Linked DNA regions of Anser cygnoides: region 2 is linked to region 1. Evidence: chromatin contacts called from public Hi-C data. All regions are on one chromosome and are shown on one strand. The core of a region is the stretch at or near the end of the contact, and the rest is flanking DNA. Distances in the headings are between cores, read along the strand shown.

What was found. A called contact is a pair of places that touch in the nucleus more often than the background predicts.
Region 2: a contact with region 1 is called in a Hi-C map of liver, with 5 times the contacts expected there. The contact joins the promoter of NRTN here to the promoter of OAZ1 in region 1. A contact is called at or near these places in 2 of 7 Hi-C or Micro-C datasets (both in liver).

The regions. Positions count from the first base shown.
Region 1 is chr27:5,545,222-5,551,316 of Taihu_goose_T2T_genome, reverse strand. It overlaps OAZ1 (ornithine decarboxylase antizyme 1), which reads right to left and starts at 3,476. Exons shown (of 6, transcript XM_048077751.2): 1 at 3,277-3,476; 2 at 969-1,026; 3 at 881-967; 4 at 579-751; 5 at 2-87. The coding sequence starts at 3,392. LOC125184497 (a long non-coding RNA gene) reads left to right here and starts at 3,607. Exons shown (of 3, transcript XR_007168605.2): 1 at 3,607-3,877; 2 at 5,330-5,540.
Region 2 is chr27:6,079,335-6,085,429 of Taihu_goose_T2T_genome, reverse strand. NRTN (neurturin) reads right to left here and starts at 3,606. Exons shown (of 2, transcript XM_066983823.1): 1 at 3,033-3,606. The coding sequence starts at 3,504. LOC106048417 reads right to left here. Exons shown (of 7, transcript XR_010826693.1): 7 at 3,980-6,095.

The sequences.
Region 1 (6,095 bases), core at 2,227-4,726:
CCTCTATCATCTCTGTTCTTGTGGAAACAAATGAACACATGATCAACTCGAAGCTGTTCTTCAGCAAACTCCAGAAGAACTGCAAAACTACGAAACAAATGCAAGGCATTCAATGCACATGAGCAAGCGCTTCCTTCAGGGGTGGGTAGCAAGGCCCCACGAACCCACCTGCACACATTACAAGCACAAGTAGCAGGCATGGGTTGGAGACCCACACCAACGAGAAATCCCCAAGCCATAGCTATAACTTGAGACACAAATTTAAATCTTAATTACACAAAAAAATGTTTTTTTTTGTTGCAGCTAAAGGGAGAACTGCAGTGACGGACTCAGAACCAGAATGGTATTTTCAGTGGATAAAAGCAACCACCACTACCACGAATGCGATTTGAAATCAGATCTTTGCCCTTGATTTTGCCTGACAGAACAAGCAGATGAAGCTCTCAGATCAGGATCACTTAGTTGTAGTCTCTTACAAGAGAGCATCAAGCACCATGAGCAGACTGAAGAGAACATCAACAGTACAATGCTAGATCTTCAAGACAAATCAAACTCAAGTTGCATTTTATTCTACCCACCTGTCCTTGCTCCCTTCAGGCAGAGCACCACTGGGAATTTCTATATAGAGGTTGTTGTTGTTCAGCACTGCTCTCCAACTAATGTGTTTGGCATCTGTAAGCCTTGACTGGACATTCAGAATTCTTGTCCTGTTATTAGATGTTAGTTCTTCTGTTACATTCAGCCGATTATCCTGTAGCAGTAATACGTGCAACATTACTTCCAGTTCATTTTGGAGAAGATTTAACTCCCATTAAAAGGGCTGGGACAAGAAAAGTTTCCCACCTACCAGAGCAAGTTGCTTAACATTACTCATACTCACCGAGTAAAATAAATTAGCTGAAAGATTGTGATCCCTCTGACTATTCCCTCGCCCACCTGGGATCTTCAGGGGTGGGTGAGGGACATCAGGAGCACCACCGAGGCCCCGGACCCAGGTTACTACAGCAATTGAAGGGAACCCTGGAACTAGAAAAGAATCACAGTTAAAGGTAAACAAGCAGCAGTGTTAGAGCCCTGGGAATTCTAGGTTTTACAGGGATTAGAGGGCACAGTTTTGTAGACTGAGGGAACTCCTCCCACTGCAACCTAGTCAAGTAGCAAGACAAAAGAACATACAGGCCAAGCACGAGAACATCACCTAAAGCCCAGATCTGCAGGCATCAGAAAGCTACTACTGTACTATACTGAATGAAATACTAGCTTGGAGATGAAAATACTCTCAACTTGGTATGAAGTACACTTCTGTATCATGGCAGCTGTATGTTTGACCTGATCTCAAGAAAGGAACCATTTCACTACCACGTATGCAAAATCCCATTTTCTTCCCCACCCTGGAAATCGTTTTTCCCTGTGATATACAGCCTTAATTACATTAGATCTTTGCATCAGCTCTTTTGGCTTGAGGTCAGAAAATTACATTAAATAGCCTCGCAGAGGACACTATCTCAAATGTTATCAGGCAAAGCTCAGAAGCAAGCTCTCGAGTTTCAACTTAAAGACCACATCTGATGATTTGGAAATCTCCAAGTCTTTCTACTGACTGACTTTTGGAGCAATTATACCTTGCTTAGCCACATTCAGTGTTTAAGGTGAAGAATGTTATCTTCAGATATGAAACATTTCTTCTGTGTGTGCTGTTTCATCCCATCTCTAAGCCTGCTTGGCTGTGAATAAGCCTTCTACTGTAGGAACAGCAATCGCTGTGCCGCCTGGCCCCTCCCTCTGCACCATCCTTCACCCTGCAGGCTCACTCTTGAGTTGCGTCATCTCAGCAGATGCAGCAATCGAGGCCCTTAGGGAAATTTTCACAATCGTCCTGTCTGTGAGTGCCAGCAGCCATTTGCAAATCAGAATAAACATGTACAAAATAATCCACCATTTTGCACAGTTCATACGAGTTTAATTTTTAATGAGCTTGGAATCTGTGATGAATAATCCGTATTAGAAAGGCAATGAATAGCCATATAGGTCAAATATTAAATGCCAGAAGGCATTAGTAAGCACAGCGGCTATGAAGCTATTAAACTAAAAATTATAATGTGCTCAATCTCAATTAAATGTGTTCAATCCATTATTTTAGACTCTCTGAAATGATTTTAATACTAGCATTACTTATTTTATTTCAGAATGATTGCAGATCTACGTATTCCTAATTAGCCTTACAAATAAGCCTTTGAACACCTTGTTCAGAACTGTGCAGTAGTAATCCTTTATGATTTCACCTTTCACCCAATGAAAAGCACTATATAATGAAGGCTGTCTACAGTTTATAACTGAGAATATATTTTCGTGATGTTTGGGTAATCTTACTCCTCTTGAAAAAAAAATCACCTCTCTTTAACCTGCAGTTAAGTATAAAAACAGCTTTCTGTAGCATTCTAGGGCTGGTCTCACAATGCACACACCAGGTCTGTTCTTCACTCTCTTTATTCAGGGCAGACCCACGTCCTAAGCTTCCATCACTGCAGCCCCGTCACCCCGATCCAGATCTCTTCTCCCCAGCATCTGTTAGGATTGTTTAATCCTTCCGTTGGCTTTTAAATTGAGAGCTCCCGTAACAGCCTTACGTTCTGCTTTAGGCTCAGCACCTCGATTACTTCTCCAGAATATCTGCGCTTACGTAAGGGGCTAACAGCTTCCAGCCCTTTCCCCTCTCTGCCTAATCCTGCCTTTTCTCCCCCTGGGGGCCGTGCCTTTTGTCTTCAGGAGCCTTTTCCCCCCGTTACCCCGCCGGGGAGGGGGGGGTACGGCGGATCAGCCCCCCGAGGGGCCGGGGGTGCCCTGCCCCAGCCTTCCCCCCTCGGCTGAGCCCAGCGCGGGGCCGGGGCCTGCCGCTAACGTGGCACCGCGAGGGGGCTCGGGGGGCGCCTGCCCGGGCCCGGCTGTGTGTGAGGGGGGGGCTCGGACGTGTCCCCTGGCACGGCTAGGGGCGTAACCGACCTTACGGCGCTGCCTTAGACGTCTGAAAATTAAGAAACAATAGTAATTTTTTTTGTATTTTTTCCCCTCCCCCCCCCCCCCCCCTTCTTTTACGGGGGAGGAGGCCAGGCCGCAGGGCCCGCCCCCACCACGGAGCAGCCCTGCCCCCGGTCCGGGGGGGAGGAGGAGGAGGAGGAGGAAGAAAACCAGAGCCGGCGGGGGAGGAGGGGGGGGGGGAGTGGAGGCAGCGGCGAACGCCCTGCGGTGCAAAGGCTGAGCGAGGCCCCAGCCCCTCACCTGCTCTGTCCGGTACTGAGGCTCAGCACGGCGGGCATGATGGTGCTTTTATTCCCCTCTTTCTCTCTAGCGAAGCAGTGACTGTTGAGTATCCGCTGCAGGGAGGATTTCACCATCCGGCCGCTCTGGTCCGAACCCCGAAACCCTCCGCTGCCTCCCGCCGGCCGCTCTCCAGGCGCTGCTACACAAAATGGCACCCCGGCCGCAGTGGGTCCTTATATACCCTCTGTGCGGCCACGCCCCCCCATGTGGTACCGCCCCCCCGGAGCAGACCACGCCCCCGAACAGGAAAGAGCTCCCGTGCGGGAACGGCCCAACTGTCACTTAGAAAGCCTCGCTTCCCATTGGCTAAAGGGAGAGCGGGGGCGGAACATCGAGCTCTTTCCCTATTGGCCGACAGCGCGAGGAGTTCGGCGCTGGTTGGAAAGGCGACGAGACTGGGAGTCACGGAGAGCTCCGATTGGCTACGCCTCCGCGGGTGGGCGGGATCTGGCGGGGCGGGGCGGGGCTGGGCTGGGAGGCTTCGGTACGGTGTCGCAACCCTCGCTGATCGCAGGGACGCCGGTTCGAGCCCCGCGTCCGGCGCCTCCGCCTGGCTGAGGTAAACTGCGGGGAAAGGGAGGGGCCGGGCCGCGCCTGGCGCATGCGCGGCGGGGGGGGAGGGGAGAGGCGGTGTCCCTGAGGGTGCCCTCAGCGGCCCGTAGGCTTGGGGCCCCGATAGGTCCTACAAGGGGATGGCTCCTGCGGCTTCAGGCTTGCCCTGCATGGGCATCATAGAATTAATAGAATGATTAGGGTTGGAAAAGACCTCCAAGATGAAAATTCCCCTCCCACCACTATCGCCAACTGAACCGCGTCCCCAAGCACCACATCCAACTTCTCCTTAAACACCCCCAGGGACGGTGACTCCACCACCTCCCTGGGCAACCCGTCCCAACACCTGACTGCTCTTTCTGAGAAGTAATGCCTCCTAATTTCCAACCTCAACCTCCCCTGGTGCAACTTGAGGCCATTCTCTGTAGTCCTATAGGCTGGATGCTGAGAGAAACGTCAAAAAAAAATAATTAACCAGTCACCCAAGTACAGGGCGGGGAGTCCCAGGAGGAATAGGCCGGGAGTGTGACCTCTTTTTGGTGCGCCCATCCTTGGTTGATGCTAGAATCGCAACGTCGCGTTTACCTTCAGTTTGTGTTTTATTCTGGCCACTGTGCGGTGTATAATTTTCAAGTTGTCTGGGTAGTGACTCTTAGTAACCTGAACAGAAAAAAGCCTCGTGCTGTACCTTCAATGAGGAAGCAAATAAAGGCTGGTTATTTACATAGCAGACGCTAACCTGCTCCCCGAGCCCCGTGACGAACCGTAAAGCTCCCCTGATAACTTGCACGGCGCTTCTGATCTCCTGCAAGCGCTGTGGGAACCCGAGGCTTCGAGGCACAGCTGCGTCTTTGCACCCCACTGCGAGAGCAAGGTCTGAAGGAAAGGCTGAGTGTTTCAGACAGCCCAGATCTCTTCTGGACAATACAGGTGTAAACGCCTTCTTAAATTGAAAAGAAAGCAGCAGTCAAATGTGTACGAAAATAAATACATGAGAATTCCCTGGTCCAATCTTTGACTCAGTCCGTTCTGAACATTTCAGCCTATTGCTTACTAGGTGATACCAGCCCCTTTCTAAAAACCAAGCCAGAAGCACATCGTGCAAGTCAGGACACATCCTAAGTGGTGGATGTTACTGTCCTACACTGAAAGAAAGCTAAAATAAAGGTTTACATGATGCTGAATTGAGTTTGTGGGCAGGTATGCCTTGTAAATGAAGTGGAAAAAAAGATTTTTATAGAGCCAAAGAAAACTACTAAAGATACATTGTAATGATTTTTTTAAAAAAATCATGGTTTTGTATAAAAATGTAGATGTCTGTATTCTTTCTTTTTTGTTCAACCCGGGCTACAACAAGCCTGTTTATTGCCTTCAGGTACTGTAGCTGCATCTGAGTATACATATATAATATTTTTATTGTGTTGTTTATATTTATTTGCTTTAAAATGTTCCCATCCAGGAGCTCTGAGCACATGGATAAACCATTGATTGGTTCCACTTTGAACAAGAATAAGTGTCTAAATCCCCACCCTCCTTCTGTGTCCTGAAACTGCTCTGATTGACTGTGATGGAACAAAGTGTATTGCCAAACGAAAACATTGTCTGTTCTCCTGCAGCTTAGACGACAAGCCTAGCCTGGCCAGCAGCCAGTGACTAGTCTGGGAGTCACGGTAAGTAAGAGGTACAAGAGAAAAAGCCTTTTCCTGCTGCAGGTGTCTGCACTTAGCTCCCAGAACACAAAATAAATGCGATGTTGGTGCTTTCATCGTACTCTCTACGTGTGGCTGTTGATTTATGGATGGGAAGCTGATTGCCATTTAATGCATTACCCAGAGACCAACTTGAAACAATAGGATAGCTGCAACTCAGGAATATTTGGACCAAATGAAGCACATCAGAGAAGATTTGGCAATTCATGTTTTGTGTGTTGTTTTAGAAAGGTTTTCCGGGGGGGGAAGGGGGAAGATATATTTGTTGATGGAAGGACTGCCTTAGCATTTTGGTTTAGGTTTCATTATTTCTAATAATGACATTTATTATTTATGTGGTAATCTGGCTGTAATTCCTGATAATGGCACTGTGTCAAAGGACATCATCTTTGCAGCTGCTTTCCTCTTTACTGTGGCACTGGAAACAGCTTTGCTCATTGGATACCTGTCATCTCAGTGGGCCATCACTCCATTTTACACTTGAGTGACCTGGATAACACTGTGGTGTTCTGTAGT
Region 2 (6,095 bases), core at 2,357-4,856, 530 kb before region 1:
AAATGTGGTTCCATCCAAATCAAAACGTTTCACAAAAACCAGCAGGGATGTGACTGACATTTCTTATTAGGGGACGGACATGCTGGCAACGTGGCCTTTGAACAGCTGCAGAAGGAAATGCTTTTTGTCATCATTTGAGAACAACGCGGTGGCAAATGATTGTTTCAATTTAGCTCTTTGGATGCTAAGTTACAAAGTGAGCCTGTTTCGGGTTTCGTGACAAAGAAGCAAGGGGAGTGAAACTGCTTGTGGCATTTCCCTTCCCCAGGCAGTGGTGGAGGGGCTGGCTCGTTCCCCGTGCTGGGGATGCTCCTTCCTACAAGAGCGTCCCAGCACAACCAGCAGGAGCAAGTTTGGGTTTTCTCTTCCCCTCCTCCAGGCTCAGTGGGAAAAGACCATTCCAAACTGGCCAAATCACAGAAAAAGCTGAGGTGGGGGGGATTCCTCCGGTCTGACCAGCGAACAGTGGGGCTGGAGTAGACCCCTTGCCCAGACCCCGGGCCTGCATCGCTGCAGCAACTTTTGGGGGTGCTGAGGGACCCCGGGCATGGCTGGGGGGGTGGGGGGTGCGGGGAGAGATCCTTGCCACCAGCCCAAGCAAGCTGGGCCCTGAGAGCTGCCAGAGCAGGACCATGTGCTGCTGCCCCTGTTGGGCTTTGCAAAGGGTCGGTTCCTGCCAGCAGGACTGTGCACATGTGCTTTAGCTTAGACCAGCAATGAAAATGCCTGCGGCACCAGGGGAAAAAACACAGTGGTAAAACACACCAGTCCTGAGCTGCCCGACTGCACCTCCCGCAACGGGCACTGCGTGCCTGGCCCGTCCTTCCCCCTCCCGGCATCTCCCACTCAGTCAAGATTTGGCCCCACTGGGTACCACAGGCTGCTCTGGAGGGGGAGGCTGGCATCACCAGGCAGCTGCCAGGTCTTCGTGACCCCAAACCCACCCCTGCATGGGCACGTCACAGGATGGGGACCTCCTGGATAGGAAGCTGCCTGCCTCATGTGCTTAATGCCACCACGCCAGGCATGTGCATGGCATGTGGCGCTGGGGACAGTCAAGGTGATGCCTACTCTGGCCACACTACCAGCTGGGCTTCACTTCAGGCTACATACAAGGTACATTGGCCTCAGAAAGTGGATATTGCAAATCTTAGATCCTCCCTCGCAGCCTCCCCAGGGCTGGAAGTCAACCTTAAAAGCACACTCCGGAGAACCAAGCCTGACAGAGTTGTAGCAGCACAGCACAGCCCTGGGAGCGGGGTTTTACCAGGCAAGCAGGGAGAGCACTGAGCTGTGATTCACGTCTGCACCGTGGGAGGGCACCCAGTGCAGCTGCTGCCAGCCCTGCTCCGCGCCCAGCACCGCTGAGCACCCAGGGGTGCCCACATCCCAGGTACCGCAGCCGGGATGCTGGAGCAGCGCCAGCCTGCCTGTCCCCGGCTGTGTCGCAGCAAAGCTGGGCCAGGTCCTCTGGCTTACGGCTCAGGGGCTGGATGCCACAAGGGTGCTGGGTTCTCTCCTCACCCTACCAAATTCTGCAGCCCCACAGCCCAAGAGGAGCCCGGCCCCAGCACAGCGAGTGCCTCCTCTGCATGACAAATCCTGCTCCAAGCGGCTGCAGCTGTGGCTCACTGCACAGCTAGGGGGATACGGCACAGTGTCCCCCAGGGGTACACTGCACCTCCTTTGCTCCTCCCTGCAGGCAAGGCAGGAGCTGGACCAGGACTGAGCTAGCACTGCAAGATCCAGTGCTATTAAAAAAACATGAGATGTAGAAACAAAAAAAGTCTCTTTTCCCCACAGCCCAGCACTGGACCTGCTGGTGGAGGCATAGGACGGCCTGCAGCCCACCCTGGCTAGCGGGTAGGTGTCCGGTGATGCCCCCAAGGACGCTCGCGCCAGGAACCGCCACATCCCAGAGCAAGGCTCCCGCACAGCATCGCCAGCTCTGCTTCACAGCTGGGGACAGTGCTGCAGCAGGACGCTCTGGGGCAGAACCTGAGGCCCAGTTACAAGCGGCAGCTTAAAAAAACAAAAAAAAAATAAAAGGCAAGTGCTCAAGCCTCCTAAAATCTTGTGCAGACCCCCCACCCCCCCCGGCTTCTCCACCTGGTTGCTCTGCTCTGCATCTTGCAGCATCTCAGCCGCTCCTACTCTTAAAGCCAGGAGCACACACGAATGTGGGAGTCTGAATTTGGGATCCACAGGTGATCCTGGCTTCAGAACCAGGACTTCAGTGCGTGGCTGGGACCCACACATCACTTTTGACAGCCATCAGCCATTCCTCCCACTGCAATAAAGCATGCCCTCGACCCAGCGCCGAATTGTGGATTGGCTCCCCAAGCAATGCTAGGATTTAAATCAGTGCTGGCTACAAGCTACCATATATGTGCAATAAAGACATCTGAGGTCTAGGTTGTTTTTTTAAAGCCTTCGTACAGACCACAGCAAGAACGGGAAATTCCCTCCCTCGATGCTGGGGTGAAATTCGCCTCCTAGCCCCTGCTAAGCTCTGGATGCAGAAACCGCAGCTCAGAGGCGGCTGAACGCTGGCAGCTAGAGCTGGGAGAAGGTGACGGGGTTGCAGATGCAGGCAGACCGGCCACAGAGCCTTCCGTTTCTTAAACTAATATTTAGACAGGACACATTTCCCCCCCCCCCCACCCCACCCCTCCACGTGAACAAACTGCACCCTGAGCCGTCCTCGCCGTGTTTGCGTTTCTGCGCAGCGGGACGGTCTCCAAGTATGAAGCAAACTCCCTCAGCAGCCCCGAAGGCCGCCCCGGCACCGAGCGGGAGGTGGGTGGCTGGGGCCAGCCCCGTTTTTCGGGCTGCTCCCCCCCGGGGCGAGGGGCTGTGGCCCCCGGCCCGGTCCCACCGGGGTCCGGTGGGGGTTCCCAGGACCGGGGCTCAGCACCTCCGTGGCGCAGGGTCCTGGGGCTCGCCTGAGGTCCCCGGAGGAGCCCCTTCGGCCGTGGGCAGGATCCGTGCCAGGCTCGGAACAGGTGCTCTGTCCCCGTCGCGGGGCTTACCTGGACGCCGAGCCGGAGCGCAGCTCTCAGCGGCGGCTCCGTGCCGGGACCGGGACACGCGTGGGACCGGGGGCCGCCATGAGAAGGCTCGGCACGGCACGGCACGGCACGGCTCGGCACGCTTGGGTTCAGACCGGCACGGCTCGCTCTGGCTCGGTTCAGCTCTGGCACGGCTCGGCTCTGGCACGGCACGGCTGGAGCACAGCACGGCTCGGCTCGGCACGGCACGGGAGGAGGGGGGCCGACGGGGGGGGAAACTCGGCCACCGCCTCCTCCCCGCGGCGGGGGGCGGGTTTGGAACGGGCCGGCTCCTGCGCCCCGCCCGGGCCCGCCTCCGCCCAGTCCCGGGCTGCGCTGCGGGGCCGATCCCGGTGGCGGTGCCGCCCGCAGCCTCACGCTCACCCCCCCCCACCCCCCCCCCCGGGCAGGAGGCACCGGTTTCTTTTCCTCCCCCCCGTTGCTCCCCCCGCATCCTCGGGGCCGCCCCGCACCGGGTGCCCGGACCGCGGGGCTCCGAGCATCCCCCCCGCCGGTACCCGCAGCCCCGGCACGGAGCAGTTCCCGATGAGTCCCGGAGCCGGCTGAGCCCCCCCCGCCCCCCGCAGCCCTCGGGATTCTTCACCTGCTGGAGGTACTGGTGGGGAGATTTCAGCGTGCTGTCCGAAGCTAATCCCCCCCGCCCCCCCGCCTTTGCAGCGCTTTCCCCCCAAAATGTTTACTAAATTGCTGCTTGCGGGTCACAAACTAACACCCTTCACGTGCAACACGTTTGGTTTTCATGTCACGCCATTTTATCTAATCCCAAAGGTTCCTTTTCTTTTGCAGCTTTGCAGGAGAGAAAGAAAGAGTTCAGAGCAGCCTGGTGACAAGCCCCCCCCCCCACCCCCCCCAGCCTCTAATACACGCAGCACTCAGCCAGGCTTGGGGACAGTGAAAGAGCAGGGTGACAAATATCTAAGCTGCGAGCTCCTGGCCCCAGCTGTAGCGATGCTCTAATATGGCAATTTGGGAGAAGTTATTTCTAATAATAAATAAATCCAGGTCAGTAATACAAAGAGCAATGTCAAGGAATTTAAATCCTACAAGAAACAACTTTTAATTTAGGGCAAATCCAGGACTCCGGCTGCTTGATGTGCTGCAGTCCCTCAGCCTGGCCAAGACCAGAGGGGCTGCAGCTGTCCCATTGTAGCCCTATTTGGGGGGAACGGAGCCCCTGGCAGCACCCACAGCTGAAGCCTGCATGCCTCAGGGTCAGGGTGGCCTTAGTGGGGATGTCTCAGAAGAGCCAGGGACACCCCATTCCCATCTCTGTCACTTTTCAGCTGTCTCCTACTGGGACAAACACTTCCCCAGCTGCATTCATCCCCATGTCCTCTCACCCCAGCGCCCGCAGGATTGGTTTAAGCATCCCTGTTCCTCCCCTGTCGCCACACAGGTAATGGCAGTCTCCTGTGTGATGACCCCACAAAGACAGTTTGGGTAAAAAAGAAAAAAAAAAAAAAAAAAGCAGAAAGCACCATTGCTTCTCCTTCTCATGGGCTCGGTTAGAAAAAGAGAGTGCTTGCTGCTGTTTGCCCTGACACCATTACTCTCCAGAGTTAACAGCCAGTTGGTGGGTACCAGCAGACCCCACCTCTCTGTGCTTTTGCTGGAGCCTCTCTGCAAAATCCAGTGCACGCCACAGCACCGGATTTAGAGCCAGGCAAAGCTTTCCGATGTGGGAAACCAGCAGTGTGTACAAATAGGCATTGCCACAAAGCCACTCAGCTTAATGACTTTTTCCATCGTACAGAAATGCTTTGCTTACACGCTCCCTTCCTCCAGCCCCCCAAAAGTGTCTTTGTGTTTGTTTTCTGGCAGGTTTGGGAAGAAACGCGATCCGTGTTTTCCGTTGGCCGTTGTGCAACGCGGAGGGCACAGGCTGGGGCAGGCCGTGAGTGCCGCGGGTGCCGGGGGGGCAGGCACGTGCGCCCGCGCTCCCAGCTGGGGCACCCCTAGCACCTGGCTGCGGGCTGGGAGGGTTCCAGCTTTCCTGGAAACCATTGCATGTCGCACGGAACAAACAAACAAACAAGGACGCAGCACAGAACACTTCCATTTTCATAAGTGAGAAAGAGAAATCCTGTTTATACAGATATTTGTGGAAAAGCACTGGGAAGAAAACAAAGAGCAGAGCTAATTAACTTGCATGTGGGGTGGTAACTTGGCAGCCACAGGGCCAAGGGAGACCTGCTTGCTTTGGGGGACAGATTACAGCCAAGCTAAATGTCACCCTTTGCTCAGACACCCCCAGGTGTCCCTTCTGACTGTCACCACCCTGCAATCCCCAAAATACTCACCCAGCCCAGCTGGAAACTCCAGCAGAGCATTACCATGGGCTTGGGATGAGGGATGCCCGGCGTCTTGTGCTGCCCGGTACCACGAGTGCTCCCAGGGGCGGGCAGGGTGGGCGCAGGGTGCATGCATTGAGTCCTCTTCCCAGCATGGAGGAACGCCGTGCCGACATGCGTCTTGTCTGCCTCGCCGGCACGCTCACCGAGGCTGACTGCTTCCAGCTGCCGGTTTAGTCTCATTTCACTTGTTGGGCTCAGGATCCACCTGAAATCAGTTGCTGGCCTTTCCTAGAATTAAACAAAAATTGGAGAAAAATAATAAAAAAATAAAAAATAAAGAGACGTGTTGAGGAACAGCAAGGAGAATCCTTGAAAGCCCCCAGGAGGCATGTGTAGCTGGCTCCAGCAGCATCTCCCGTGGCCGTGGCTCCTCTCTGTGCTCTCCCATCCAAGCAGAGCTTTGCCCTGCTGGAAATCAGGATGTTGCATTGTGATGTGCGTGCCGGAGATGCAGAAGAGATTAAAAAAAAAAAAAAAAAAAGAGCCAAATCTGGCTTTGGGAGGGGCATATGTGCCCTTCAAAAGCAAACCATGCTGGGGCAGACCCGCCCAGGCACAGATGAAGATATTTGCCAGAACTGCTCTTGGCATGAGGTGCTCTGGGAGGAAATGTCCATAGGAAATGCAGGGATCGGAGGTCTAGAGGGGAGAAACTTAGCACTCCCCTAAT